Regions from separate parts of the Mus musculus genome. Here all the other regions are linked to region 2. A link is a contact called in public HiChIP or PLAC-seq and promoter capture Hi-C data. All regions are on one chromosome and are shown on one strand. The core of a region is the stretch at or near the end of the contact, and the rest is flanking DNA. Distances in the headings are between cores, read along the strand shown.

Evidence for each region. Promoter capture Hi-C pulls out the DNA fragments that hold promoters and counts their contacts. HiChIP or PLAC-seq counts read pairs in DNA pulled down with a chosen protein or histone mark.
Region 1: a contact with region 2 is called in a promoter capture Hi-C map of maxillary cranial neural crest, with 3 times the contacts expected there. The contact joins the enhancer-like site here to the promoter of Ica1 in region 2. A contact is called at or near these places in 11 of 39 promoter capture datasets (the 3T3-L1 cell line, 3T3-L1-derived adipocytes, the C10 cell line and 7 more), 1 of 15 datasets of contacts at CTCF or cohesin (the NIH/3T3 cell line), 5 of 115 datasets of contacts at active chromatin or transcription factors (the 230-238 cell line, bone marrow-derived macrophages, embryonic forebrain and 1 more) and 2 of 9 other capture datasets (embryonic stem cells and liver).
Region 3: a promoter capture Hi-C map of the C10 cell line shows a contact between it and region 2, with 5 times the contacts expected there. The contact joins the enhancer-like site here to the promoter of Ica1 in region 2. A contact is called at or near these places in 10 of 39 promoter capture datasets (the C10 cell line, cranial neural crest, hippocampal neurons and 6 more), 5 of 115 datasets of contacts at active chromatin or transcription factors (embryonic hindbrain, extraembryonic endoderm stem cells, forebrain and 2 more) and 1 of 9 other capture datasets (embryonic stem cells).
Region 4: a contact with region 2 is called in a promoter capture Hi-C map of embryonic stem cells, with 4 times the contacts expected there. The contact joins the enhancer-like site here to the promoter of Ica1 in region 2. A contact is called at or near these places in 10 of 39 promoter capture datasets (3T3-L1-derived adipocytes, the C10 cell line, cranial neural crest and 4 more) and 2 of 9 other capture datasets (liver and macrophages).
Region 5: an H3K4me3 HiChIP or PLAC-seq map of stem cell-derived neural progenitor cells shows a contact between it and region 2, with 4 times the contacts expected there. The contact joins the enhancer-like site here to the promoter of Ica1 in region 2. A contact is called at or near these places in 6 of 115 datasets of contacts at active chromatin or transcription factors (embryonic forebrain, embryonic limb bud, embryonic midbrain and 3 more) and 2 of 9 other capture datasets (adipose tissue and liver).
Region 6: a contact with region 2 is called in a promoter capture Hi-C map of liver, with 2.6 times the contacts expected there. The contact joins the enhancer-like site here to the promoter of Ica1 in region 2. A contact is called at or near these places in 9 of 39 promoter capture datasets (the 3T3-L1 cell line, cranial neural crest, embryonic stem cells and 5 more), 2 of 115 datasets of contacts at active chromatin or transcription factors (embryonic forebrain and stem cell-derived neural progenitor cells) and 1 of 9 other capture datasets (liver).
Region 7: a FOXA1 HiChIP or PLAC-seq map of pancreatic cancer cells shows a contact between it and region 2. The contact joins the enhancer-like site here to the promoter of Ica1 in region 2. A contact is called at or near these places in 8 of 39 promoter capture datasets (the C10 cell line, embryonic stem cells, hematopoietic stem and progenitor cells and 4 more), 3 of 115 datasets of contacts at active chromatin or transcription factors (the 230-238 cell line, bone marrow-derived macrophages and pancreatic cancer cells) and 4 of 9 other capture datasets (adipose tissue, embryonic stem cells, liver and 1 more).

Annotation. Positions count from the first base shown.
Region 1 is chr6:8,075,337-8,078,984 of GRCm38.p6, forward strand. It overlaps Col28a1 (collagen, type XXVIII, alpha 1), which reads right to left. Exons shown (of 35, transcript NM_001037865.1): 24 at 500-568; 25 at 2-70. Among named protein-coding and RNA genes, the nearest start is that of Gm35384, 77 kb to the left of the region's middle. Within about 2 kb of position 2,330, at least 10 of the 459 cell types and tissues checked have an H3K27ac peak or open chromatin away from gene starts, as enhancers often do.
Region 2 is chr6:8,776,710-8,780,487 of GRCm38.p6, forward strand. Ica1 (islet cell autoantigen 1) reads right to left here and starts at 1,775. Exons shown (of 14, transcript NM_010492.3): 1 at 1,363-1,775.
Region 3 is chr6:7,860,999-7,864,754 of GRCm38.p6, forward strand. It overlaps C1galt1 (core 1 synthase, glycoprotein-N-acetylgalactosamine 3-beta-galactosyltransferase, 1), which reads left to right. Exons shown (of 4, transcript NM_052993.3): 2 at 2,907-3,143. The coding sequence starts at 2,924. Among named protein-coding and RNA genes, the nearest start is that of C1galt1, 18 kb to the left of the region's middle. Within about 2 kb of position 2,498, at least 5 of the 459 cell types and tissues checked have an H3K27ac peak or open chromatin away from gene starts, as enhancers often do.
Region 4 is chr6:8,146,657-8,150,504 of GRCm38.p6, forward strand. All of the region lies in intron 11 of Col28a1 (collagen, type XXVIII, alpha 1), which reads right to left. Among named protein-coding and RNA genes, the nearest start is that of Col28a1, 44 kb to the right of the region's middle. Within about 2 kb of position 1,740, at least 6 of the 459 cell types and tissues checked have an H3K27ac peak or open chromatin away from gene starts, as enhancers often do.
Region 5 is chr6:8,027,042-8,030,860 of GRCm38.p6, forward strand. All of the region lies in intron 27 of Col28a1 (collagen, type XXVIII, alpha 1), which reads right to left. Among named protein-coding and RNA genes, the nearest start is that of Gm35384, 29 kb to the left of the region's middle. Within about 2 kb of position 2,415, at least 15 of the 459 cell types and tissues checked have an H3K27ac peak or open chromatin away from gene starts, as enhancers often do. A contact at or near this core is called in liver and stem cell-derived neural progenitor cells, where this site is marked.
Region 6 is chr6:7,879,934-7,883,996 of GRCm38.p6, forward strand. No RefSeq gene overlaps it. Among named protein-coding and RNA genes, the nearest start is that of C1galt1, 37 kb to the left of the region's middle. Within about 2 kb of position 2,753, at least 20 of the 459 cell types and tissues checked have an H3K27ac peak or open chromatin away from gene starts, as enhancers often do. A contact at or near this core is called in liver, where this site is marked.
Region 7 is chr6:8,103,510-8,107,405 of GRCm38.p6, forward strand. It overlaps Col28a1 (collagen, type XXVIII, alpha 1), which reads right to left. Exons shown (of 35, transcript NM_001037865.1): 14 at 3,086-3,154; 15 at 1-52. Among named protein-coding and RNA genes, the nearest start is that of Col28a1, 87 kb to the right of the region's middle. Within about 2 kb of position 2,547, at least 41 of the 459 cell types and tissues checked have an H3K27ac peak or open chromatin away from gene starts, as enhancers often do. A contact at or near this core is called in adipose tissue, hematopoietic stem and progenitor cells and pancreatic cancer cells, where this site is marked.

The sequences.
Region 1 (3,648 bases), core at 1,080-3,579, 700 kb before region 2:
CCTTTGCTCCAGTGTCTCCCACACCACGTAAGCCCATTGGTCCAGGGGGTCCTGGCAATCCTCGCGGTCCCTAAGGTGATATAAGATGGAATAAGCATCCTTGGAGAGGCAATCCTCAGAAAGGTGGGAGGAGGGAGGAGGAACAAGAAGGGAGATAAAGAGAGAAAAGGGAGGGAAGGAGGAGGCTGGGAAGGAAGGAGAGAAAGAGGAAAGCAGGGAGAGAGGGACAAAGGAACTGAGGGAGGGAGGGACGGAGGGAGGGAAGGTTTTGTCATTGCAACAGCTGACCATATATTTTATAAGGAGCTATAAGAATTCAAAGGTACCCAACACGAAGAAATGATGAATGTTTAAGGAAACAGAAATGCTAAATTAATCCCAATTTGATCATTACGTTATATACATGTATCGAATCATCATCCTAGAGTTCAGTTATATGTATTTTATGTGCATGCACTTAAAATGATTTATATGGAAAAGACGATACATCTACACTTACAGCCACACCAGGATAGCCATCACCTTTGAGTCCTGGAGCCCCCACTGGTCCTCGGGGACCCTGGGCACCCTGTAAAAATCCAAATACCAAGTCATGGTACGTCTAGCAATGCTTAAGCTAAACACTAATTCAATAAAACATTGATTGATTTGACAAGGCAAAGGAAATTTTAGAAAAATATCCTCCTACATTTAGGGATTGCTTATTTCCTCAGAATTCCCGTCATTTGAGGTCACCGAGATGTGTGTCAGGAAAGTAAGGAATGTATGAACCAGGACAAAGACTTCTATAGGAAACACGGGTCACAAGAATTGAGAAACAGATATTGTTATTATTTTAATTAAAAAATGTACAAACACATATAAATTAGGAAGAATTGTAAACATGAGAAAATTTAGGAAGCACTATGTGCGGGGAGAAAAAAAAGATTACAAAGCAGATTTTGAGTGTAGACTGTCAAATATAACAAGCCTAGCACAAGAAGTACTATCTATTGTGTTCCTCCATGTGCCTACATTACAGAGCGCTGAATCACTCAATGGAGTTCAAAAAGACCAAGTCGCAGAGTGATGGCCCCTCACTATTTGCTGTTAACCTTGGGCACCATGACTTTGACTGTCAGGCATTCACCTCAGATACAGAGGAGAGAGAGAGAGAGAGAGAGAGAGAGAGAGAGAGAGAGAGAGAGAGAGAGAGAAAAGATTATTGTCCCTTAGGCAATATGTTATTGTGTTACAAATAAAAACTCAAGGAATCACTGGCTGGAGTAAAATGGGTACAGAGGAAAACAAGAAGAAGAACTTGAAGAGTCTTTTAGAATATGTATTAATTTCAGAGACTTACTAAACATGTTTTTAAAACTATTGTTTTGCAACACACTGTTTTTTACTGTGATGACTAACACCCTTTGTGCACATTGTTTACTTTGATAAAAAATGTTGTGTGTGCTTTAAATTGTTTATTTATTATTACTTTACAATTGATGGAAATTCTAGTAACACCCCAACTTTTGTTTTCCATCAATAGAAAGGCAAATGATACCTTCAAATATTTTATTTATGCACTAGACAATACTGAGATCAAACTAATTATTTCTACCCAAACGTTGCCCTCAATCCAGCTCTGCATTGATCCTAATTCTATGCCAATGAGTGAATGAATGAACAAATGAATGAATGAGTGAATGAATAAATGAGTGACTAGGGAGGGATAAAAGCTGCAGACCTTTTAAGCACCAAGAAAGTTAAATCTAATTTGAGAGCCATGAATACAGCAGCTGGTTTTATATGGTTAGCCTCAAAGGATCAGCTTAGAAACTATTTGGCCACTCACAGAGACAGAGTACACTATTTACCCCCACAAACTCAAGATGATTTTTTTTAAGTTGTGTGTGTAATAGGGAGCAAGACCAAGGTGAGGGGAATTTGATATATCCCCAACAAGAGGACACGCTCAGAATCAGCTTTCTAAGCCATTCCAGCTACATTTAACAGAAGCCTGGTCATTCATGTATGAGACTGTTTCCCAAATAAGACTCCATCTCTGCCCATGCTTACGATACAAGCAAAAGGCCAACAAAAGAGAGAGAAAAGAACAAAAGAAGGAAAGAAAGAAAGAAAGAAAGAGGGAGAGAGGGAGGGTGGAGGGAGGGAGGGAGAGAGAGGGGGAGGAGAGAGAGAGAGAGAGAGAGAGAGAGAGAGAGAGAGAGAGAGAGAGAGAGAGAGAGAGAGAGAGAGAGAGAGAGAGAGAGAGAGGAGAAACTGCTCCTCCCTGGTTATGCTCAAAAGAAAAAGAATACAGTTCTGGTTTTGATTTCTGTGCTGAGCCGATGATATATCACCAGCAGCTGTAACTGATTAACTTCTGGTCTTCACCACAGAGGAGGGCACCCTTAACACACATTACAAACACCTTTTCCCTGCAGGGCTTTGCCTTCTCTCCTGCCGAGTTTGCAGTAACTTGGTTACTGCTAATGTTAACAAGTGCGATGGGTTCTCCTCATTGTTGATTTGTCTAGATTAGGAATCACCTGGGAGACAGGCTTCTATGTTTGTCTTTGAGGGAGTTCAAGAGAGTTTGCCTAAGGAGAAATTACTGGCTCTGAAAGTGGGTTGGGACCATGCCATAGACTGGGGTCTGGACTTAATAAAAAGGGAAAAGGCTATAAGACCTCCAGCATTCTCCTTTCTCTGATTCCTGATTAGATAAGATGTGAGAAAATTCCTGCCCGAATGCTTTCTCCACTATGATGTCTCCTGAACCATGAACTAAACCAAACCTTTCCTACTTTAAATTGCTTCTTGTCGGGTATTTGGTCACAGCCCTGAACAATGAAGCTAGGATGTGTCTTGGGTCAAGTCTAGGGGTTGGTTTTCATTTTCATCGTGGCATTTTTATAAATCAAATTTTGCCATGTTTCCGTTCTTCACTAGATTCAAGAAAATGTCCTACAGAAGAAACTCACTGTGGCCTGTCTCTCATTCAACACATACCAGCACACACACACACACAAAAGGGATGGGGTATTTTGAAATGTGTATTAGGGTGGTCCTGAAAGTTCACTGATGTGGCATGTAAAATTGAATTAATGTGCCAACCTCCCATCATACATTCAAAGGTGTACGTGACCCTGTAAAATGTGAATATGACTACATTGGAAATGAATGGCATCAAGAATACCACTAAAGTCCAAAAGGGGGGAAACGTTTGGCTAAAGAGGCAAGCATCTTTAAATACAATCATCTTCAATGCCTGGCAATCATGAGCAGGTAAAGGTGTGGCTGAATGTAACAGCACACTGCCACTGTCATGCACGTGGAAGAATAAGGAGAGATAGCATAAATCATAGATGGAGTGTGAACAACCAGTCATCAAACAACATGGAAACGCTCCCCACATGAACTGAACAAGATAACATCTGTAGTTTCACCTGGGAAATTTGACAATTTTCCTGAGTCAACTTCATAGCCAGGGTCCCAGATGCGGGATAACCAACCTGACCAAGCTTGTGTGGGATTTAAAAAAATCTTAGTCCTGAAAGCTTTATGTGACAGGGACCCCAGTCTTGGGCAAACCAGAGCAGTTGTGACTCTGCTGATATAAAGAGAGTGTTTTTCTAACACTGACTGTGTCAGCAAACACTCAATCAT
Region 2 (3,778 bases), core at 525-3,024:
TATGTAGAGGTAGAGGAGGCAACCAAAGCCACAGAATTATTATTCTCTGACCTTCACATGTGGGGCATGCAAGTGTTCACACATCATGCACAGCAGACATGTGTGTGTGTGTGTGTGTGTGTGTGTGTGTGTGGTGTGTGTGTGTATGGTGGTGTGTGTATGTGTGTGTGTGTGTGGTGTGTATGTGTGTGTTGAACAAAGGGTAAGAAACATTTTGGAGTGTGAATTTCATAATCGTGTCCTATTTTATTCCCTAACTTCTGAGCGGTCAAGATGTCAGATTTAAACCAGAGGATCATGGGAGCCAATCTGAGAGACTGCCGATATAAACACTCACACATGCAGTAAGTTATCGCTTAAAGAACCATAATGGTCAGCAAATACTCCATGTGTCTTCCTCCATTCATAACCATTTTCAAACCAGCTGGTGATGTCTTTTCCAGGTCCATGGAATGTTTAGTTAGCAGCTGCTCAGGTTGATGGATAAACCCTTCTTGTGCTAGATTCAATGCTATCTAAAAATGGAGAATATAGTCTCATTTCTAGACCTTAATGCCCACCAAAAGACCCCAAACGTTATTCACGGATATGGCACGTTAAAGGCTCCAAAGAGTGGTTCAGAGGCTTTGGAACCCTACAAGTCAAAAGATAGTGTGAAGGTTAACGGGGGAGCCGCTTGGGAGAAAGACTGGCATAACAGGATATTACTTTCAGAGGAAACAGGAGCTGCATCAAGCCTGGGCCAGGAAAGGCGGAGTCAGCAGCGCAGCACCCAAAGAAACCCCGCGTGCCAGGGTTTGCAAGAACGTGGCGTGCTCAGTGACTCTTCCTAGCCCGCAGGGGCCAACCACAGGCCTCCTGGCACCAGTCATTACAAAAAAGGTACCCATCGGCTCTTAGCAGTCCCTGCCAAAGACTAGCATAGGAGGAACGGCAAAAGTAAACGTCAGATACCGCTGCAGGTGAACTTGTCAACAAGTCAGCTCTAGACGAAAATCCCAGTCCAGAGGGGACCTGGGAGGAAGGGAAGGGTAGGCCAGCACCGGCTTGGGTATGGGCGCAGGTGCTCTCTGGTTTCCCTCCCGCTCCCTGGGGGCTGACGCACGCTCCTAGGGCGCGCGCATCCTCCACACATCCAGGCCCGAGGGAGGATCTGCGGGAGGGAAGAGGATGATGCTCCTCCCGCACCCGATGGGGGGGTGGGTGTGTGGATGAGGTGACCCGCCTGGAACCCGTAGCCCGCAAAGGGCAGTAGAGGCGGCCTTGGCTTGGCGCCCCCGACCACCCGGCCACCCGGGCGTCTCCCACTGCAGCATGCAGCCCGCCCGGCCCGCCCCCGCCCCGGCCCTGGAGGGCAGGTACCTTGGTGCTCCGGCCCCCAGGAGCCTCCCGGCGGAGATCCTAGCGTCCCTCCAGCTCCCTGCGCCGACGTCAGCGTCAGCACTGGCGAGGGAAGGGGCGGGGAGCGCAGGAAGCGGTCCTTCCTGCAGCGGCCGCCGCCAGCCGGAATAGCAACGCGGAGCCGGTGCGCGCCGCAGCGCAGCGCGGCGGCCCGAGCCGGCGCCCTCCCCTCCGCCAGAACCCGCCGCCTCCCTTCCTGCGGGGACAGCGGCCACTCTCTGCAGGACCCAGGGATCCTGGTGGGGGAGGGCGGTGGTCTCACCTGGTTTGGGGCGGATCAAGGATGAGAGGACCGAGTGTCCCTCTCTCTACTCCCTGGGGTTTTCCCGTGACCCCCATGTCTAGGGTATCTGGCGTTTGGACCTGCTGCCAGAGATGACCCCGCCCCTGCTCCCTAGCAGGTGTTCCACGTGTCCATAGCGTTCGCGTCACAATGACCTGTCTACAGGTGGCTGACGCCTAGAACACCTCAGAGTTCCTTCCTCGGTTTGTGTAAAGGGTGCGTGCTACTTTATAGAGTTTGGTTACTTGAATGGACAGGAGATTTCGTGAGGTCAGTGCCAAAACAAGTAGGTTTGCATCTGGAGTCCAAATTTGGGCTTAAAGGCTAAAAAGGCAGTGTTAAGAAAACAGCTGGGTATGTATTTACACACTTTTTTTTAATATCCATATGCCATATCAGTCACCTATACTTACTTTAGACAGTGTTTCATCTCTTCTTATCCTTTGTCACAAAACACAAACCTCAGTTTCTGGAGTACCTTGCATATCACAGGAGAGGGATATCAAATAATGGTTCCCAATGCTGTCTATACTGATAGAGATACTGGGCTCACCCCTCCTTCGATGTCATAGAGAAGTTTGTTGAATGATCACTGCTAGGAACAGCTAGTAGGTGGAAAGAAAAATTACTTAGTAATAATGCAAACAAGCCAGAAATCCACAGCTAACATAAAAGGGTTGTTTCCTGGGTGCCAAACCAATACTGTGTCCTTCACACTGAATTTTTTGATGGCCCAATATGGTGGTTAAAATTATCCCCGTTTTAAGGGTGAAGATACCGTAGCTCAGAGTTCCCTACGGAAGACTGGTGGATCTGATAGCCTTGGCATGGCTCAGTAGTGAAGAACCAGGGTTGAACCTAGGGTTGTCTGAACCAAGATTTAACCTGAGGAGAGAGTGGGGTTTAAAGCATGGTTAGGGATAACTCAGTGGCTGAACACTTACCTAGCATGCACAAAGCCCTGGGCTTGGTCCCTAGGAAAGCAAAGTAAGAAAAGTGTCCAAACATAGAAAGAAATGCTAATTTCTTCTAACATCAGAGGTACGCTGAAGGGCCAAATTTCCCTTGACTCATACCAGTCTTCATACCAGTCGCAATTTATTAATTACATGAAAATATAAGAATTCCACTCACTTATCAAAGATTGGTTTTGAGGCAAATGCATTTTTTTTTTTTTATAAGAAAGCCAGTGTCTGATGTGTTGAAAGTGTCCCCTAGAAGCATAGTTCACTGGGACCTAAGCTCTGGAAAGAACAAAGAAGTAGATTTACAGAACCATTTAAGGGCTAAGGCAGACACCTTGGCCAGAAGTCTGAGAGCCTGTCAGTCACAGAGGCTGAGTTTAGCCTTCAAAGACAGTACCTGCCATCGAAGAACCCACAGGATGAAAGCAGGGTCTGGCCAGTGTGAACAGAATCCCCCTAGCTCCCAGAGACTTTAAGAGCACACCTTAAGTGATGTCTTATTCATTTATTTAATTTGTTTTTTTGAGGCATGTTCTAGTTGTGTAGCCCAAGTTGGACTGGAACCAGAGATCCTCCTGCCTGGGATGGATGCTGAATGGTTAGATGATAGGATGTCCTCCCATGCATAGCTTTAAGTGACTTTTCTTCACCTCCAGCCTTGTTCTAGTGCTTAGGATAGGATTTGAGGAAGAAAATAGTTCTGCTCATCCTACATCACCCCAGGGTACTTTTACCTTTCCACTAAAAAAATTCTCTCCTCCTGGACTGGAGAGATGGCTCACAAGTTAAGATCACTGGCTACTCTTCCAGAGGACCTGGTTTCAATTCCCAGTGCCCACATGGGGGCTTGTAGCCATCCATAGCTCTAGTTCCAGGGGATCCAACACCTTCTTTTGACCTGCATGGGCACCAGAGTACACAAACATACATGCAAGCAAAACATCCACATAACAGAAATCAATATAAAAAAGTAAAAATTTCTCTCTTTTTACAACACTTCCATTAGTTTCTAGGTGATCTGTTGCTTCATCTTGCAGAGCGTGTTCAAGGCGCCAGTGAAAATTGGGACCAAAAAAAGGATGGTTACTGGATGGTGGGATCTGAAATTAGAATCAAAATGCAGATTCAG
Region 3 (3,756 bases), core at 1,248-3,747, 910 kb before region 2:
GGTGGACATGCTCTTATCAGAAATCCAACTGGGCTTTGGGGATACATTCCACCTTCACACAATGACTGCTTTATTGCAGGAACAGGAAAGAAATTAGGAGTTCTTGAAATAGGAAGGACTTACAACATGGAGGGGCCTTCATACACTCTGACTGGGGTGTGAGAACAGTAAGTGTGGATGCATCAGACAGCGTCCCAAAGTGTTTTAAAATTAGAAACACATTATAAAACACCGAGTGTTTCTTTGCATCTCTCCTGGAAAGATGCCAACTTTGAGTTTTGCTTAGTGTTACTGCCGCCTCAGCTGTTTTTCTAAATCAGTATAGTCAGCCTTCTATATCCATTCATTCATATCCATAAAGCTATTGGAGAAGTGTATGTGTAATAAACATATATAGTCATTTTCTTTGTCTTTTTTTTTCTAAGCAATACAGTATAAAATCTATAAAAGCATCATTTATATTGTATACAATATTATGGGTTCTTTAAATATCCTGAGCATATGTAGGAGACTTGTTATATACCGTTCCATTTTCTATAGACGATTTGGCCATCTGTGGACTTGCTTATTCACGAGGAGCCCTAGGACCAATTTGCCACCGAGAGTGAAGAACAACCTAACTGTCCAGAGTAGAGCTGTGCCAAGTACCTGGCTCCTGGCTCCTGACTACGCTCTTCTTCCCCTCGGGAGTTATCACTATCTCACTATTTTATTACTACCTTCACAGTCTGTTATACTTTGTCCATCTTTTCTCATTTGCATTGATGACAAGTATTGGTGAACCCAGTGAAGCAGTCCATAAATACAGTGCTAGAGCTTTCTCAGGTTTGTGGTTGTGATACTGGTGATTATTGGCTTTTGCCAATCATCTTCTAAGTTCTTCTTCCTGACTCCCTACATGCATGTTGTCCTTTCTGTTGAATGAATGGTGATTGCTTGCAAACGAAGAATGTAACAGATGAAACATTGCCACTTCTTAAGCAGGTAGACAGGAGTGCACATCTCTGCTTTGTAATTGTGCTAACCATTTATGTGACATGGGAAGATGTGAGATGTTAGAGGCAGATACCTTTCTATCTTGTCTTTACATTCCTTATACTGCCTAATATAGCTATACTATATTGTATTGGAAATAGTGTCATGGAAAAGTCTATATTACCTGTTGACTTTTAATTTAGTGTGTGTGTGTGTGTGCGCGCACGTGTAGATGATGTATGAATGCAGACCAGGAAAGGCCATCAGACCCCTCAGTCAGAATTATAGGCGCTTATGGTCAAAATTGCCAGCTTGTTGGTGGGAAATTGGTTCTAGGGCTCCTCCAGAATCCACAGATGGCCAAATCCTTTATAGGAAATGGAAAGGTACTTGCATATAACAAGTTTCATGGGTGCTAAGTGTCTACACTTTGATCTTCATAATGAACTATTTCCCCAGCTTGACTTTTTATACTTTCTGTTTTCTTGTTTGTAAAATGCACATTATGAGAATGGAAAGTGCACTAGCATATGGCAGGTGCTTAGCATTTTTGGAACTTCTCCTAGAGAAGTATGTATATACTTAAGGCCACATCATACGGGTTTATAACTGCCATGTGGTTGATTGTTAACAAACTGTTAAAAAGAGAATAACTTGGTTGTGAAGTAGTCAGCAAGTATTCTTTGAGCCCCCACTGTTCCAGGCACCATACTGAATCTGATGACAGACAGACGCACTGGGGCTTAGTGAGCCAGTGTGTTAGCAGTGAGAGCCTTGAACATCCAGAGTCTACGTCCAGAATTGCACAAAACAGGGATTTGGACTAGGAGCTGGCAAACTTCTATTAAAGGGCTAGGTGAAGCTTTGTTGGACAAGTTACTTCTGTTGTAGTTATTCAGCTCTGATTTAGAACCAGGTACAGTCATCATACACAGGAATGGACATGGGTGTTCGTAAATAAAACTACATTTGCAAAACCAAGAACCTACATCCCAGAAGTTCACTGACTCTGCCCACTCTCTTCCCACCCCTGGCTAGGTGGCATGTGTATACACACACATACACACATACATACACACATACACATACATACACAGATATTTATAAAACTGTTGATGTTATTATCCGTTCATGGCACACAGACCAAGTGTAATTATATTTCTATTGACATAGGGGGCTGCATGGCTTAGTTTACCTCCATGGTGTGGGGTTTTCACCTTATGCTGCTCAGTTTGTCTGTGCAAACTCCGTCTCCTTGTCATGCTGCTCCAGGTCATGTCACGGTGTTTCTTCAGGACAGCCAGCTGTTCTGGAGTCTTCTCTCAGAAGTACAGATCCTCTTCAGACTTCTCTCCCTACCCATAGGCCCCACCTGCTTCTCAGGTGGAGCTGGAGCCCGTGTCAGGCCCCCCAACGCAGAGGGAGATGCGACTTTGACGCTTTTAAAGACCAGAGACAGTCTGTAGCTGACAAAGCCTGAAGCCTTTTAGTTCTAGTTCTTGTCAGAGCTTGCTCACTCCACATTGAAGAATAGAGTAAGTAGTGATTGGCACAGAAGTGAAAACACTAGAGTTGACAGCCAGGAATGGAACTTGTCCTGGCAAACAAGCTTGGCTCATGGAGGAATCCTGATGAGAGGTAGGTCCCAGGCTCTGGGCCAATAATAGGGAGTCCATCTTCCATTTGCTTGTAATTGTCCACAGAGGGCCATTAGAACAACACAAAGAGTTAAACTTACAAATGAGGAGAAGTGACTACTATTAGATAAATTGTCTTACAGAAGGGATTAACTTCCACAGGGAATTAAACCTCAGAATACTTCTTCGTGATAATGTGATCACTTAGTAATTTTATAACCAGGTACTAATTATAAAATTATTTGTTTTATTATTAATTATTTTATAATTATTACAATTTTTCTTTTTTTACAGAAATACATTCCCAGGAAATGGCCTCTAAATCTTGGCTGAATTTTTTAGTCTTCCTCTGTGGATCAGCAATAGGGTTTTTTTTATGTTCTCAACTCTTGAGTATTTTGTTGCGAGAAGAGGCTGCCATTCAGCCTAACATGCTTCACAATGACCCTCATGCAAGGCATTCAGATGACAATGGACACAGTCACCTCAAAGGACAGATGAACTTCAATGCAGATTCCAGCCAACATAAAGGTAGGCTCTGTGTTACAGAAGGATTTACTTGTAAGAAATGTGTCTTGTTCATATTTCACGGCCAGTACGAGGTAACTAATAAGTGAAAGTGAGAGAAAATGAGAAAATCGTGTTCTGGGAGTGGGGAGAAGAAAAAGGAAAAAGCTTAGACATTAGAGAGTGGGATGAGTAATTTTTAGCATTACCCACATCTTGTGATCCATAAAGGTAACAAATATCTATCAAATATATGTGCATACAGTGAGAGGATCAGTCATAGCCCAGCTGTGGGGATAAAGCTGTCTTGTCTCCCTCCATGTACTATACCAGTTTTTGCTGTTGGTCCAGGGTGTGATGTGTCTGTGTGGCTAAGATTGATCCCATAGTTCCAGAAGCAGAGGCTGCTTCCTCCCTGACTGCAGAGTGCAGCTCTTCTGGACTCAGTTCCTGGTGCTCCATGGCTTGGAAAGTCTTTCATGCCTTTCCCCCCTTTTCTTCTGTTCTCTTCCAGTCAGTTAACTACTTAACTGTACCTCATTGGTCATCTTTCACAGGACCAAGGTTACAACAGCTAGTTGACCATTACATTTAAAAGTGTTGTACCCTAGGATTAGTGAGAGCTCTCTTACCAATT
Region 4 (3,848 bases), core at 490-2,989, 630 kb before region 2:
CCCAATCTAACTAGAAGTATGTGTTACACTCAGAAATATCCTGGGAAATATTGAGAAGTTTTGGTTCTTTGGTTCATGAGAGCTTCTGTGTTGACAGGCTCTAACTATGTAGACACACATGCACATATACATACACAGTATGCCACAGCAAATAGAACCATAGATCAAGAGATATAAGCATGAAAATTATATGACCTGAAGTCATTGGCTGAAGTTCTACATTACCTAACAACACTTTCAAGTTGTCACTGTCAGTTGGCTCATGTCAGATGAATTATTAAGCTTTCTTAAAGTCCTTGTGAGCATATGTTCATGCAAGTCAAAGCTCTTTCCACATCAGGAATTGCTGAATTGCTATTCTTCCCCTTCAATTAGGCTTGGAGCAGAAGCAACATTTAGACTTCTGCATCACTGAAGGCAAAAGAGTCACAAAGTTTGGCCAATACTCTTCATTCAACATATTTTTTTTTCATTTTTGGATATTTTCTTTATTTACATTTCAAATATTATTCCATTTCCTGGTCTCCCCTTCAGAATCTCCATCCCATCTCCCCTCACCCTGTCTCTATGAGGGTACTCCCCCCCCCATCTACTCCCTCCTTCCCACATTCCCCTACACTGGGGCATAGAACCCCCTCAGGACCAAGCACCTCTCCTTCCACTTATGCCCAACAAGGCCATCATCCTCTGCCACAGATGTGGCTGGAGCCATGGTCCCTCCATGTGTACTCTTTGGTTGGTGGTCCAGTCCTTAGGGGGTCTAGCCAGTATGACAAAGAGCTTCTTCCTCCACACATCACAACCCTGTTCAGATTGATCAGCCCTCTGAGAGCCAGGAAGCGCAATGCTGAAATTAGTATGTTCAAGTGCTGTGTTAAAACTACTTTCTGTGAAGGCCAAAATACCACCAATGCGCTTAGAAAGTTGTGAATCCTAAAACCCTTTTGATTATTTTCACTAGGAATTGTAGACACTACATAAGCTTTACCACACACCAAGTTATGACTTTATACATTATGTTACAAACCATAGTTGGTAGGTAGTTGAAATCAATGAGTTGTTCAAGACCTTAAAATAAATCTACACACCACTTTTGATTGAGGAGAAATCTAAAATTCTTTAAATTTTTTTATTATAGTATTTATCCATTTTTAAACCACAACTGTAAATATTAGCCATGTTTACGAGGTTAACCTAGAGATACTAAGCTAATTTTGAGCCAAGTGAAGTGTTCAGTAATAACCAAAGTTAACTTATTTTTAAAACTACTGTGTCTTCAGTAAAAATATTAAAATATTATAGAAAACATAAGACTCTAAGTCAGACATGCCATGTCCTCTTAGGACTTTGAGGAGACTGTCCAAGCATGAGGAACACTTTAATATATACTACACTACCCTGTACCATTTATAATATTAGAAGAATAATATCCTTGTCTATTTCAGACTGTCACTCAATTCCCTGCACTGCTCACTGTCCATTCCTGATTTCTCGGTTTTCTTAGCATCTCAGAAGCTAACCTGAATGTAAAGACAAAATTTCTTATGTAAGAGTACTAAGTATTTCTTTTACTTGAAAGGTAAAGAGCAAGAAGAAAACCCTAAAGAAAAAATCCTTTGGGAAACATTGTGAATGTACTAGATATTTGTGGATATCCAAATATAGAGACTATTCTGTGCCAAGTGGGATATGCAGGACAGTTGCTTCTGAAGACAAAGTGAATGGCATGCAGTACTAGTAGTACAATGTAAATGGTTTGAGGAATGCCATGTGGTACTTTTTTGGGGGGAGGGTTGGGAGGGGGAAAGGTACCAGGGTAGTCAGCACCTCTTCTGGCTCTGACCCCCAGAGCTCTGCTGTGGGTGTCACAGGCAGCTTCCTACACATTCCACAATGCAGTCCTTCACCTCAGGCAGAGTTTTAGAAAGAATAGATGTGCGTGAGATTTGAGGAAGAAATGTCCATTGAAAATAACCTTAGACAAGTCTCAAGATCTGGCAAGAACAGCCTGTTTAGTTTTTGTATCACCCACTGTGCTAGTTGGTTGAGAGTTATTACTGAACAAATTTGTAGGGCTTGCCAATCTTAACCCATTCTAACTGGCTAGCAGAGGTGCCCGTTGGTAGCAGGCTGTGGTTGCAGCCTGGGCCAACCGCAGCAGCCTTGTGAAAAAGTCTATGGTTCTGGATTGATGGGGCTCAAGTCTCTCTTGCATTACAAGTTCAGTTTGGTCCTAGAAGAAGGTTTCTTGGGCACTTCCATAATTATACTTCTAATAATTTAAAAGATTGTCGGGATGTTCTTTTGAGAACTATTATGCTTGTGAGTGGGAGAGCCTGAGAGGTCTCTGAACCAAGGCTTCCTTTTGAAAAATATCTGTATTTTGTTGCTAAGGCAACAAGGGCAGTCAGGGCAGAATAGGAGTTAGTTTCCATGTGGAAAGTATTAATGGCATCAGTGATTAGTGAAACTGGGCCAGGGGCACATTTTTCCTGATTTAGCATGTGCTATTTTTTCCTTTTTGTTCTTTGGCCACCTTTTCTGGGGTGAGGAGACCTTTGATGAAGAAAATCCAACCCCAGAACAACAAACAGTGATTGTCGTTCATGAGAGAGACCATTCATAAATGCAAAGCCAAAGACAGGCCCCATCTAGAAACTCTCACGGAATCTTTGTGAATGTTTTAAGTATAGAATTTCTGTTTTGGTCTATTAGAGATGCAGTGCTTGAAAATACAGTTAGAATGGCTTTTATTTTTTCCAAGCGATTTCATTTTTTCTTTCCTATGACTTCACTGAACATTACAAACAAGCAGAAATACCCTTCCAGCAAACTGTTTCTCAAAGACAAAATGGACTGTAAGAGGACTTAGGTGTAGTTTCTATGCTGTCTATGAGAAACACGTTGGTCTCAGGTCGAATTAAGCATTTTTTTTCTGAAGGAGGGTAAATTGCATATCATGGGTAAATGCATACTTTACCCTCCAGGTGCTGATGTTTTCTGGATCAAAGGGCCTGAAACCATTATTGCTTACAATCTTGGTAACTTGGAAGCTTAATTTGTATAATGGTGATAAGAATAGATCATGCCTCAGAAGGCAATGTTGGCAGTAGCATATTAAGAACTATATATGTCACAAAAGAAATGTACAATAAATGTTATCCATGATTGTAAAAGTGTGAGAATCAATAATCTTACCCATGTCCATTAGAAAATACAGGTTTTTGGCACGTCAACAGCAATTTCTTTAAAATATTTTTAATAAAATAATATATGAGAAGAAACCACCATTTCATATACCATTATTTCCAGACAGAAGAACTATATCGTCTTTGCTATTTTGTGGGTTCTTCACCCCCAAACCTGGTTTTACCCCTATCACTAGATAGGAGAGAAAGAAGGATAGAGGGAACAGATAGGCAGACAAACAGATTATATATATATATATATATATATGTATATATATACATATATATATATAATATATATAGAGAGAGAGAGACAGAGACAGAGACAGAGAGAGAGAGAGACAGAGAGAGACAGAGACAGAGAGACAGACAGAGACAGAGACAGAGGGAGACAGAGAGACAGAAACAGAGATCTGAATCTAATTTCTTCTTGTTTCGTATTTGCTTATTGCTGATCTTTGCTTCTTTGTGAGTTCTTATTTTTCTTACCTTTTATTCCTCCCAGTTTCACCCTATCACTAAATATGAGAGAAAAAAGGATATAAAGGAGAGAAAGAGATCCCTGAATCTAACTTTTTTCCCTCTTATCTCTTCTTTGAGCACAACTACAAACAAATCTCAACTAACCCCCTTGAATGACCACCAACCACCAATCACACT
Region 5 (3,819 bases), core at 1,165-3,664, 750 kb before region 2:
TTCAGTGGTTAAGGGCACTGTAGTTCTTGAAGAGGACGTGGGTTTAACTCCTAGCACCTACACGGTGGCTCACAAATATCTATAACTACTACTCCAGGTGTCCATAGTCCTCTTCTCTGCAGGTACCATGTACACACATGGTACAAATACAGCTAAATACCCATAAACATATTTTTTATTAAAAAGAATAGATGGATTGACAAAATTTTAATTGTGTACATAGGTTAAATTGTATAATATTAATGATAATTGTCTGATAATATCAGATTATATTATGTTGCATAAGAGAACTGCTTGTTTGTAACAAAATATACTGAAGTATTTAAGAGAAAAAGTAAAAATACTGTTTCTTCAATATTCTATGAAATGTCTTATAGAAATAACATGACTGGGTACATACATACATACATACATACATATGTATGTATGTATATACACTGATTTTTTAAATTTTGGATGATTGTTTTATTGGAAAAAATACAAGAATAATGCATAAATATCTGAATCTTCTAATTTTTGCATTACTAATAATAAAAGAAATAATTGGGTTTTTTTCTAAATGTTTTCTTAGGCATAGGAAGAGATGCTATGCCAACTTCAGAGATGCTTAAAAAAAACCTGTTAAATGAATCTCTGATTTCTATTCAGATTATAGAAAAATGAAAAATCATCCTTAAAACAACTGTGTAGAAAGTGCTTCCATTAGGAAGCATTAACATTAGCAGCTATAGATAAAGAACCTATAGGAATTCTTTATACTATACTTGCAACTTACTCAAAATAAGAATTAGAAATCAGTATATGAAATTCATGAACAGATGAATGGTTGAGTGAGAGAATAACCAAGCTCACAGAGATGTCATCTATCCTTAGTGGAGCAGCCGAGCACACAGGTATGACAGTTACCCAGAGTTTGAGAACCCACATGTTAAATAAATCCCCAAAGACAACAGAGTTCAACACATGGATTTCATGTGGTGTGTGTGTGTGTGTGTGTGTGTGTATACAGATAAGTGTGCATGTAAGTTCAGATGCCTGTAGAAGCCAGAGTGCTGCTGTTCCTTGGGTGTGCTAGGCATTTTTTTTTTAATCTATGTCTCTCTTTGGCCTGGTGTTATATCATCAGGCTAGGCTACCTGGTCAGTGAGTCCCAGGGAGCCTCCTGGTTCTGCCTCTTAGCACTGGAAATCAAGTCGAGGCCATTATGCTTACAAAGCAAGCACTATGTCCACTGATCCACCTTCGCAACTTGCAGTCCAAATTTCTTGAGGGCATTTCTGCCCTTTGGATTCAGGAGAGTTTGACCATTATTAAAACCTTTTACTGTCCCTGCGCTTTACAGCCATATACCCTCCAGTTCAACTGTTGAAACAAGCAGTAGCATTATCCCAGGTGAACACAATTGTTTATACGCCCAGTGCAGTTATCTACCGCCAGATTAAGACTCCCACCTCGGCAAAAAGTAAATGTTAGGAGACAGGAGACGTGGGACACGAAGCTATACTTCAATGAAGGGAGTTTCTGACTCCCACTTGACCTTTCTGTTTCAGTTCTTGCCACCCACGTTTTCTCTGTTACCACACATGTAACAACAATGTCTTTATTTATAAAACAGATTTTTATCTCTAAGAAGGGATATTAATTTCATATTTAGAAAAGGTAACTAAAAAGTCCATTATGAAAAGGAAAATGGATCAAGCTATTCTAGAAGTTTGGCTCGGGGCTGCTGCCCCTGCAAAGTGAAAGGTAGGGGAGAAAGGCCAACCTGAACCAGGCTAGGTTCAGAGAGACCATGGACAGTCTCGGGTTTATTTTTATCTCGACTCCACCTTTGTCATTTTGCTATTGAGCTGTTCTCCCACTGGGCATTTTCTATCACTCACTAAAAGAGAATGGGCTAAAATCAATAAGGCAAACCAGAGCCAGAAAGTCTAGTTCAAACATAACCTTCTTCTCTGACAAGAGGGTAGCCTTGTCTGAGAACCCTGGAGACGCAGTTTACATAGTGAAGCTCAGTGCAGACCCCAGCTAGCATTCACCTGAGGGCCAATGGTCACTTCCTAGGCTGAGAGCACCTAGAGGAGTTGAGAGAGGAAATAATTTGCCTGTGTACAGCTTCCTGGTCTTTGCTTGTTTGTTTTTCAAGTTGTAGGCAATTGTACAACCGTATGAAAATGTTCAAACCTCAATGGTCCGACAATATCAAAATATTGTTTTATTTAATGTATCATTCTTTCCTCTGTTTCTTTTCTACTTTGCCTCCTGTTTTCTGATAACACTATTACTAATTAAAAACTCGGGGGAAAGCATTGTAAATGTTGAAAACTTTCTGCCAGCTGGAATAAAGAAGCCAGCATTGTACTAAGATGTTGATTCAGTGGGTAAACGGTAGAATTGATCAGACTAGTGACCAGCCTGAATAGTCTTCCAGTGTTTTGCCTGCAGGCCAGGAACCACTTTATACTGCTTTGTGGGTACAGCTAGTTCACATGTGAAGGAAATTTTCCATTTTTATCAGCCTTGGCAGTACATGACATTGTCCATATCAATAGAAGGCTGTTATCTAGAAAATCAGGTTGGGCTGCTACTTGGGCATCGATTTCCTGACCATAACAATCTGCCGTAGCCATGGCCATTTCTTGCTTCCCAATGAGCAAATAATAAATCTATGTTTCTCTATAACTTCTTAATAGTCCCAGGGACAAATGCATGGGGGGATAAAAGTCAGGTTTTAACAATTCTCTCAAGCTACCACAGATTTTGCAATAGTTTTAACAGTAACTCTGTTTCCAAAATCCAAGCTGACAGCCCCTCCAAACAAAGGCTCCTTTGCTTTCTACTCCTCGGTTCTAGCTTGGCACTGAGAAGCAGCCCAGGCAGTTTTTCCCTCTCTAACCCGATAATCAACTGCTTTCAGTTTCTTAAGATCCCTCCCCCTTCTGGTGCTGGGTTCCTTTCAATGTCCCATTTTGTTGTTAACACTCTCTAATGGGGGCTAAGACAGCCTAATGTATGTTTGATAAAATAGCCCACTTGCTTAGGTATAGAGTCAATGAGTAAGTTATATGCTATCAAGCAAACATTTGTGGGAGTAGAGTCACAGAACTTCTAGTACTGGGCCAGAATAAAATCCCAAAGGGTTGAATGGAACAAAATATGGCTTCATTATATTCAATTCCCATTCAGAGTGATCTGGTTGCATTGTCTTTGGTGACAGACAAGGAAATCATTTACTTTTACGGATTCCATGGCCGATTTTGAGTCTGTTCCCAACAATAATCTAACACCTTTACTATGTGCACTTCATTCTTCATGGTCTCAGTGTAGTGCCAAGAGATGTCAGCCACATACAGTGTGAGTTTTCAGGACAGCTCCCATGGGAACGTCCAGGAGCTGGACCATGACGCTGCTGACATTAGTATTGATGGCTGTATTCCTTTCCTGAGGCTACTATGATGAATTACCTCAAATGTAGAAGTTTAAACACTACTTATTCATTACCTCACAATTGTAGGAGTTAGAAATCTGAAATCAAATGTAATTGAGGAAAATACGTAATAATAAAAAAAAAAGAAATCTGAAATCAGTTTCCAAGGTGAAGAAAGACCACATTTTCTCCAGAGGCTCTAAAAACAAAATACATTACCTTTACTATTTCAAATTCTAGTCCTTCCTGTCTTCTATGGGTTTTCTCGATTCTCCTCCACTCTGGGCTGTTTCTATCAACACATCTCTCCTACCAGAGTCTATCTCCCTCCAACTCCCTCTTCCTTGAGATGACTTTTAGGGTCCATCCAGATAACATGGAATACCCCCTAT
Region 6 (4,063 bases), core at 1,503-4,002, 900 kb before region 2:
AGAGTTTGTACAAATATTGCAAACAACTGATCAGAAGCCCACAAGTTTCAGTGGTCTAAGAACACAGTGAGGTTAGTGGTTGGACATCAAGTCATTTGGGTTCTTCATCCAATGATAGGAAAACATCTTAGAAATTTGTCGAGAGACAAGAGCTTTTCAGCTGCAGTAGATTTCTTTCTTTCTTTCTTTCTTTCTTTCTTTCTTTCTTTCTTTCTTTCTTTCTTTCTTTTCTTTTCTTTTCTCTTTTCTTTTATTTTTCAATTTTTTTATTAGATATTTTCTTCATTTACATTTCAAATGCTATCCTGAAAGTTCCCTATACCCTCCCCCCTCCCCTGCCCTGCTCCCCTACCCACTCACTCCCACTTCTTGGCCTTTGCGTTCCCCTGTACTGAGGCATATAAAGTTTGCAATACCAAAAGACCTCTCTTCCCAATGCTGGCCGACTAGGCCATCTTCTGTTACATATGCAGCTAGAGACACGAGCTCCGGGGGTACTGGTTAGTTCATATTGTTGTTCCTCCTATAGGGTTGCAGACCCCTTCAGCTCTTTGGGTACTTTCTCTAGCTTAGTTTTCTCTATTGCATTTCCTCAGTTGGAAATGAGACTTAGTAAAGCATCTCGGGGACCAGGACTGAGTATTTTTTTTTTTTTTTTTTTTTTTGCTAACTGGAAAGCACTTAAGAAGGGGAAACTGAAAGAACCAGACTCTGTACAGGAAAGACAAAAACAGAGTATAAGACCCTTGAGCAGCATCCCCAGAGTCCCTCTTGCCCATACCCAGCTATAAGTGTGACAACTCTCCCTCCGTGAAAACCTTCCCTATGCCGCACTCAGTGTCTTTTATACCATAACCTCATACTGCCAAGAAAGCATTAGCTTACGAACTACCCTGAATCTGGAGACCCAGAGTGGCGAATTCTGCTTCTCCAACATAAACCCATCAGCCCATGCAAGCTATCAAGACTGAGAGGTGAAGTCTAAGAAATGTTTTCTTTTAAAATGTTTTAAATGATTCTGTCTCCTTTGTATTAGTTTTCTCAAAACATGGAAAAGTGTAAATCAAGAAATTAGCCACCATCCCAAAAGTAAATTGTGTTACCCTTTACATATTTCCTGGTAGCTTTTTCCTCCCCAATGGACCCGTAAATCTATTCAGTAAGTGTTGAGGTCAACTATTTTTAAAAAAGTTAGACACTGAAGTTCAAGAAATAAAATTCAAGCAACAGAACTCTAAATCTTACTATCTAAAACTAGTTTCTGATCTCTTATGCATACCCAACAGTAGCCCAGTAGTCTAAATGAGTAGGTAGCGCTATTTTACTTTTATGCTTATATTTAAAAGAGAGTTCTTGAGAACCTGCAGATTGACCTAGAGAGCAGATGGCCTGGGATGTAACAGTAACAGATCCAAGTCTCATCTCTGGAAGGAAGGAAGGAAGGAAGGAAGGAAGGAAGGAAGGAAGGAAGGAAGGAAGGAAGGAAGGGGTGCGTGGAGGAATAACAGACTGCCTTTCGAGATTTCCAGAACAACCTCCTAGGAAAGCCAAACTAGATCTCAAACCTAAAGGCGAGCAAGAAGAGTTGGGAAACGACTATGAAAGACAATTGATGATGCCCATGTAAAACAAGAGGAGTGGACAAATGCCAAAAGAGTGTGTGCTGATTGATTATTTCAGTACAAAAAAGAGAGCAGAACATGATTATGAATCTTGACTTAAAAAAATGAGAAAATTAAAGATGGAGAAGAAGGACCTAATTGATTTGAGCTATCAGAAGTTAGAAATTTTTTGAAGTACATCTCTCAAGAAAGAGGAAGTGAATATGCTAAATAAATGGTCATAAAACTATGAAACCAACTAAAAGAATAAACCTGTTAACTACTAAAATGCAATCATAAAGATAAAACAGGCCATGGAACAAAAGATAACAAATTTAAAAGGGAAACTGTAACTTGACTACAGAACCCAGACTTGTGAAAATATACACATACACACGTGTGTGCCCCTCCCACACACATGGGTGGTATTAGAATTAGTAGGGGATTAATTGTCATGTTTTAAAGTTTTTATTTTGTTTTGTTTTTAATTATATTTTGATAGTAAAGACTGTTTAAGATGAGAAAAGAACTCCTGATCCTCAGTCATGGATGCTGTAGCTGCCACAAACCTTTTTAAAAATTTATTCATTCACTTTACATTGGAGTATCAGGACCCCCTCTCCCTCCCCACAACCCTCTTATACCCAGATCCTCCCCACATCTCCTCTCCCAGCCAGTTCCCTCCCCCCCCCATTTACTTCTTACATCTATTTTACTTTCCCTTCTAAGGAAGATTCAACCACCCTCCCTTGGGCCTTTCTTGTCATTTGGCTTCATTGGGTCTGTTGATTATGGCATGGTTATCCTGTACTTTATGGCTAATATCCACTTATAAATGAGTATATACCATGCATGCATGCGTCCTTTTGGGTCTGGATTTCCTCACTCAGGATGATATTTTCTAGTTCCATCCATTTGTTGGGCTATTTAACTAAGGCTCTCAAAATGAGTTAATTCTGATGTCCCTCAAGAGAGGAGAGAAGGACAGTTGTCACACCGATAGGAACAGTGAAGGCCGTATGTGCACAGAGTCCAAAGTGAAGAAAAGCTCCCACAAGCCAAGGAATGCTAAGAGCCACTAGATGCCAAAAGAGACATTTGGAGACAGTGTGACCGTGCCAACACATTAATGTCATGTTTTCGAATTCCAGAACTATGAGCAAATACATTTCTGTTGTTTTAGGTCTCCGAGTTTGTGGGAAGTTTCTACAGCGGCTGAAAATAAATAGTGCTTATTGCAAAAGGTCTGGCAAGCGGCCATTAAAGGGTTCAATTTGAGGCACGTGTCTCCGGAGCCCTTGGGAATGATAAAGAACAGTCTGGGCAGTGGCTGCCCCTCCGGGCCGACTCTCTTCAGCCGAGAAACCCCATGCTGCTGACTCGTGGACATGTGTCCTTTCTGAATCCGTTCTTTTCCAAAAGTTCTGTTCAGCACACTGCTCTACTCTCTTCTACAGACTCCTTTGTCCGTACTCAGGGAAAAAAATTAAGTGATTGGCTTTTAAATTATATAGGGGGGTTGTTGTGCCCTGTGTGGGTGAGATATGGATGTCTTATTTTCCATTTTGTATGATAAATAATATGAAATATGTATATATAATATGGTATATATATGTATATATATGTGTGTGTATATGTATATGTGTGTATATATATATATATATACATATATATATACATATATATATACATATATATATATACGTATATATATATATATATACATATATATATACATATATATATATACGTGTATATATATATATACATATATATATATATAAATTCATAGAAATGAATGTCGAGATCCTGTCACTCTAAGGAAAGTTTTGAGGCTAATATATAATTCCTACTTTATTCTCTTCCAAATGTATGGAGTTGTCTAGCCCCAAAAGCTTCTTTATGGCCGAAGTGACCCCCTCAAACAGTTTTTCTACTTCAAAAAATTTAGATTTGAGCTTCCACACAAATACAAATACAAAAAGCCTTGTATTTATATTAAGAGAATATAGACAAGAAAAAGGGGAGGTGAGATGCTATAGCTGATGCCACCATACACTTTAGACACAAGATATGGAGGGATCTAGCTGGTGCTGACTCCCAGGGAGCCTCCTCCCTGAGGTCTATCTCCCATAGCGCCAGAAGGTGCTATCCAAGCTGCCAAAGATCAAAAACAAACAAACAAACAAACAAACAGAAAAGCAATCAGTAGTTCTACCCAGCTTTTAAGCCTGTGAACCACAACAATGACCACCTAGGTAAGATATCCCCAATGGTGTAATAATGGTGCTTATTTTTTTGAGGGGAACCAACATCTGTCTAATAGAACTTAGAACCACCCAGTATAGTTCAGACCTGGTACTGTAAACCTAGATAGGTTTGCCAATTCCAGGTGTTCAGCCCTAAAACTATGTGTACAGGGCAACACAAAATGGGCTGGCTCAGTAGGTTGTATACATATG
Region 7 (3,896 bases), core at 1,297-3,796, 670 kb before region 2:
ACAGGCCTTGTAATCCTTGTGGGCCGATTGGTCCTTCAGATCCCTTTTCACCCTAAAAGCAAATGGGAAAGGTATTAGTACGCAAAGGAAAGTAAGAGTTTTAAAAGAGTTTACATTATAGTGACTGATATTTATGGTCCAAATAATTCTTTTAATCAAGCACCGAGATTATTGCTTATTCCAAGTGAGTAATTCTGACGTTGAGATTTGTAACTGGGAAGAAAAGATTAGTTTCAACATTTACACAGGAATGAGTCTCTCCATGAAAGGCATGTATACACATACCCCACCACTCAAGCTGGAAAGGAGAGAAAGTTAAGTCTCATCAGAGATTCAATCAATAATGCTGTATTATTATAGCAAGCCTCTTTTCCTACTAGTGATGAAAATGAATTCATTGTGTTAAGAAAATTTGTCTGTAATACTTTCTAGAATTGGATTACTGATTCACTGTTTTGTGTTCGAATTTATAAAAATTCTCTGAAAATCTAAGTTCATAAGGATTCATGGAAAATCTTGAATAAGCTGTGCTAATCACATGATCTATCTGTCTTACCCTGATCTTATATCTATAAAGTCTTAATACTCTGTGCCTTTTAGGGAAAAGAAGCCACAAGAATCAATCAGAAGTGATATTAGGTTAATAAATTTATTAGAGCCAAGGGTAAAAGAAAAGAATGTTTCCTAAGAAGCAGGGAAATATAACTATATTCCTCTGTATAGCCATAGATGATGGTTAGCTTTATTGTAGAATCGCCTGGGAAAGAGTCTCAAAAAACTGTCTATATTGTATTGGTCTATGGACATGTTTGTGGGGGTTGTCTTAAGTCAGTTAGTCAACGTGGAAAAACACAGCCCACTCTGGGTGGCACCATTCCTTGGAAGGGACCCTAAACTGTACACGAGTGAATAAATAGAACAGAACATACAGGTAAGCAACTGAGCATGCATGCAATCATCCTCTCTTTGTCCTTGACTGTGGATGTGATGTGACCAGCTCCCTCAAGCTCCTGCTGCTACTTCCCTGCTAGGATGTATTATAACCTGAAATGTTGAGCTAAAAGAAGCTTTGTTCTGTAAGTTGCTTTTTGTCAGGATATTTTATTACTGAAACAGAAATAAAACCAAAACACCATAATGTAACCACATATTTCCCATCATTGCAAATTAGCTACCTAAACAAAACTCTCATTAATAGCCTAGTGGGAAAATAAAGTGTCCCAATTGTTACCCAGAATGCAGCCTTTTATACTCGGTCCTAAAGCATCACTGAAGATAAATGTAATTTCCGTGATAAGTCAGGAGCCTTTAAATATTGGGTTTTTATATTCCAGAGTTTATCATAACATGCTTCATATGTGTGGTGATTTGCCTACATGTATGTCTGTATACCACCACATTCATGCCCGATGCCATTAAAGGCCAGAAGAGGGCATCAAGCACCCCAGAACTGAAGTTAAATTTGGTCATGACCTACCATGCAAGTTCTGGAAATCAAATTTGGGTTCTCTGGAATACCAGCTAGTACACATAATTGCTAAGCGATCTCTCCAGGCCCCACATTGTATCAGTTTTATATTCTATACAAATATGTTGGGCGTGTCATTGAGGCATGCTATGAAATATTATATTTTCTAGTATTCTAGTATTGTATTGAATATAATATCCTCTCTCTCTCTCTCTCTCTCTCTCTCTCTCTCTCACACACACACACACACACACACATACCACTGCTTTAACATGCACAAATATGAAGAGAAATAATCTAGATAATTGAATTTTCCAGATTGCTTATGTTAGACATAAATACTAATCTACTGGATACCAAAATATTTAAGAAACTATATATTATAACTTTTTGAAATATAATAATAAACAACTATTGACCTGTGTTCTTAAGAATGATTCTTTGGATAGTCAAAGGTATTTGATTTGCAAGGTCACTTTATCTAACACATTATTTTCACGTTATAACAAATTTAACAAAGACAAATTTTAAAATTTAACCCAACAGTCACTTACAATTTAGTGTCTATTGCTTTAGCTAACTGCTTTCCTCTCTTTAAATGTAGGCTGGCTGTTCATTGGTACCAAATGTTGGTCATGGTTGAAAAATGTAAGAATGAGATGCCTAGATCATGTGGCTACAGATGGGAGCTCAGACCTCAGTGTATTAAAAAGACACTTGTAGAGGTTCTTAAACACTCAGAGAGCAGTATATGGCTCTCAGGATGGTGTGTGTACCTCAACATGTATGCTTCATAGAAAGATTTTAGAATAAAGATTTCAAGTATGTGTTTTGTTCTAAAATTCTGTTGATAGGGCCCTAAGTACCTTAGGAAATTATCTCCTATGTGGCCTCTGGCAGATACACTGCAGACTACAGCCCACGGGTTGGCCAACCATAGACCACTAACCAGACCCCACTGCCTATTTCTGTTAATATGGTTTTACTGGTCTGCCACAGCCATCGTTTATACATTGTCTGTGGCTATTTTCAGACTACAACAGCGCTGAGTCATTGAAACCGTTATCAATGGCTCATAGATCATAAGTGCCTGCTATTTTGGGAAGTTACAGAAAGAACTGCCAACACATTGAGTAGAGAAAGCAGTAGGAAGCCTGCTTCCCAACTCCAGGTCAAAGGCAGGTCGTTCAGAATGTCTTGTTCTTTGTGTTAACATTATTTTTCTGACAGTGTTTATGGCAATCCTATTAAACCTGGGGTGTTAGACTCTCCTTCTTATCTGTGTTTAGTAAAATAAAGCTGTGAGCCAAGGGTTGCCATAGCTACACTCGGCAATTTAACTTTTGGACCAAAACCAAATGTATGTGGCTTTAGTGCTTATAAACTAAGATAATTTTCTAATTAACATATAGTAATTACGTGGAATGCAAGTCTGCTGATTACTAATTTTATAATTGTAAATTTCATGTGTATGTGCTTTCAGGTTCTGGGGAAATTTGCATATTGTTTTACTCAATAGGGTGAGAGTGGCCAGGAACACACTTAGCTTCTAATGACTTATACTTCGCAGCCATTTTAGACAAAGTATTTTTCCAGTAGTTCAAAAGCTTTTGTTACCTTAGGTCCAGGAAATCCTTCTCCTGGTAGGCCCCGCTCTCCTGGTGCTCCCTCAGGACCACGGGGACCCTGGTTAGGGAAGGACAGAATGTAAAATAGAAGAGAAAGGAAGGAGAATGGGAGTTGGGGGGGTGTAGGCAGAAGAGAATGTTAATTTCAGTTCCCACAGACATGGCGGCATTGAGGTCTCATTTCATTTAGTAAGAATCCTTGGAGTACAATCCATACTGATTAGCTGCAAGTAACAGGATTCTCACTGGGTTCAATATTCCTCCTGTCTGAACAGGAAACAAGCTTCTAGCTGTCTTCAAATAAGAGGAAAATTGAAATAGGTGATACTTCAGAATAAGGGTAAGAAAATACACCCCATGAGAGAAGAAACCCAGGACTGTGTGGTCTGGAGAAAGGCCCAGAGAGATTTACTCATTTGAGTAAATATTGGAAGAGCCCGGGGAAAGCTCTCCATGGGCTCATGGGAAGCATTACCAGTTTCCCTCTGTCTCACTTTGACCTGATACACTTGGTTATTTTTGGAGCTGGATGAATTCAGAGAAAATTTTATGCATAAGTCATATATCTTCACAAGATCACTAAAGGGGGGATATGACATTTAGTCTCCATGGTTTTAAGAAGTCCTTGAGGCTCCTTTCAGGAAGGTACTAGGAGTGGTGAGGACTTCTCACATGGGTAGAAAGAAAACAGTATAAGTGCAGGGCAAAGTGAGATGGCAGAAAACCCACTCACCAAAAACTTAAAAACCAAAAGACAGGGCTTATATCAAAACTGGGCATTTTATTTTAGTATGTGTGTG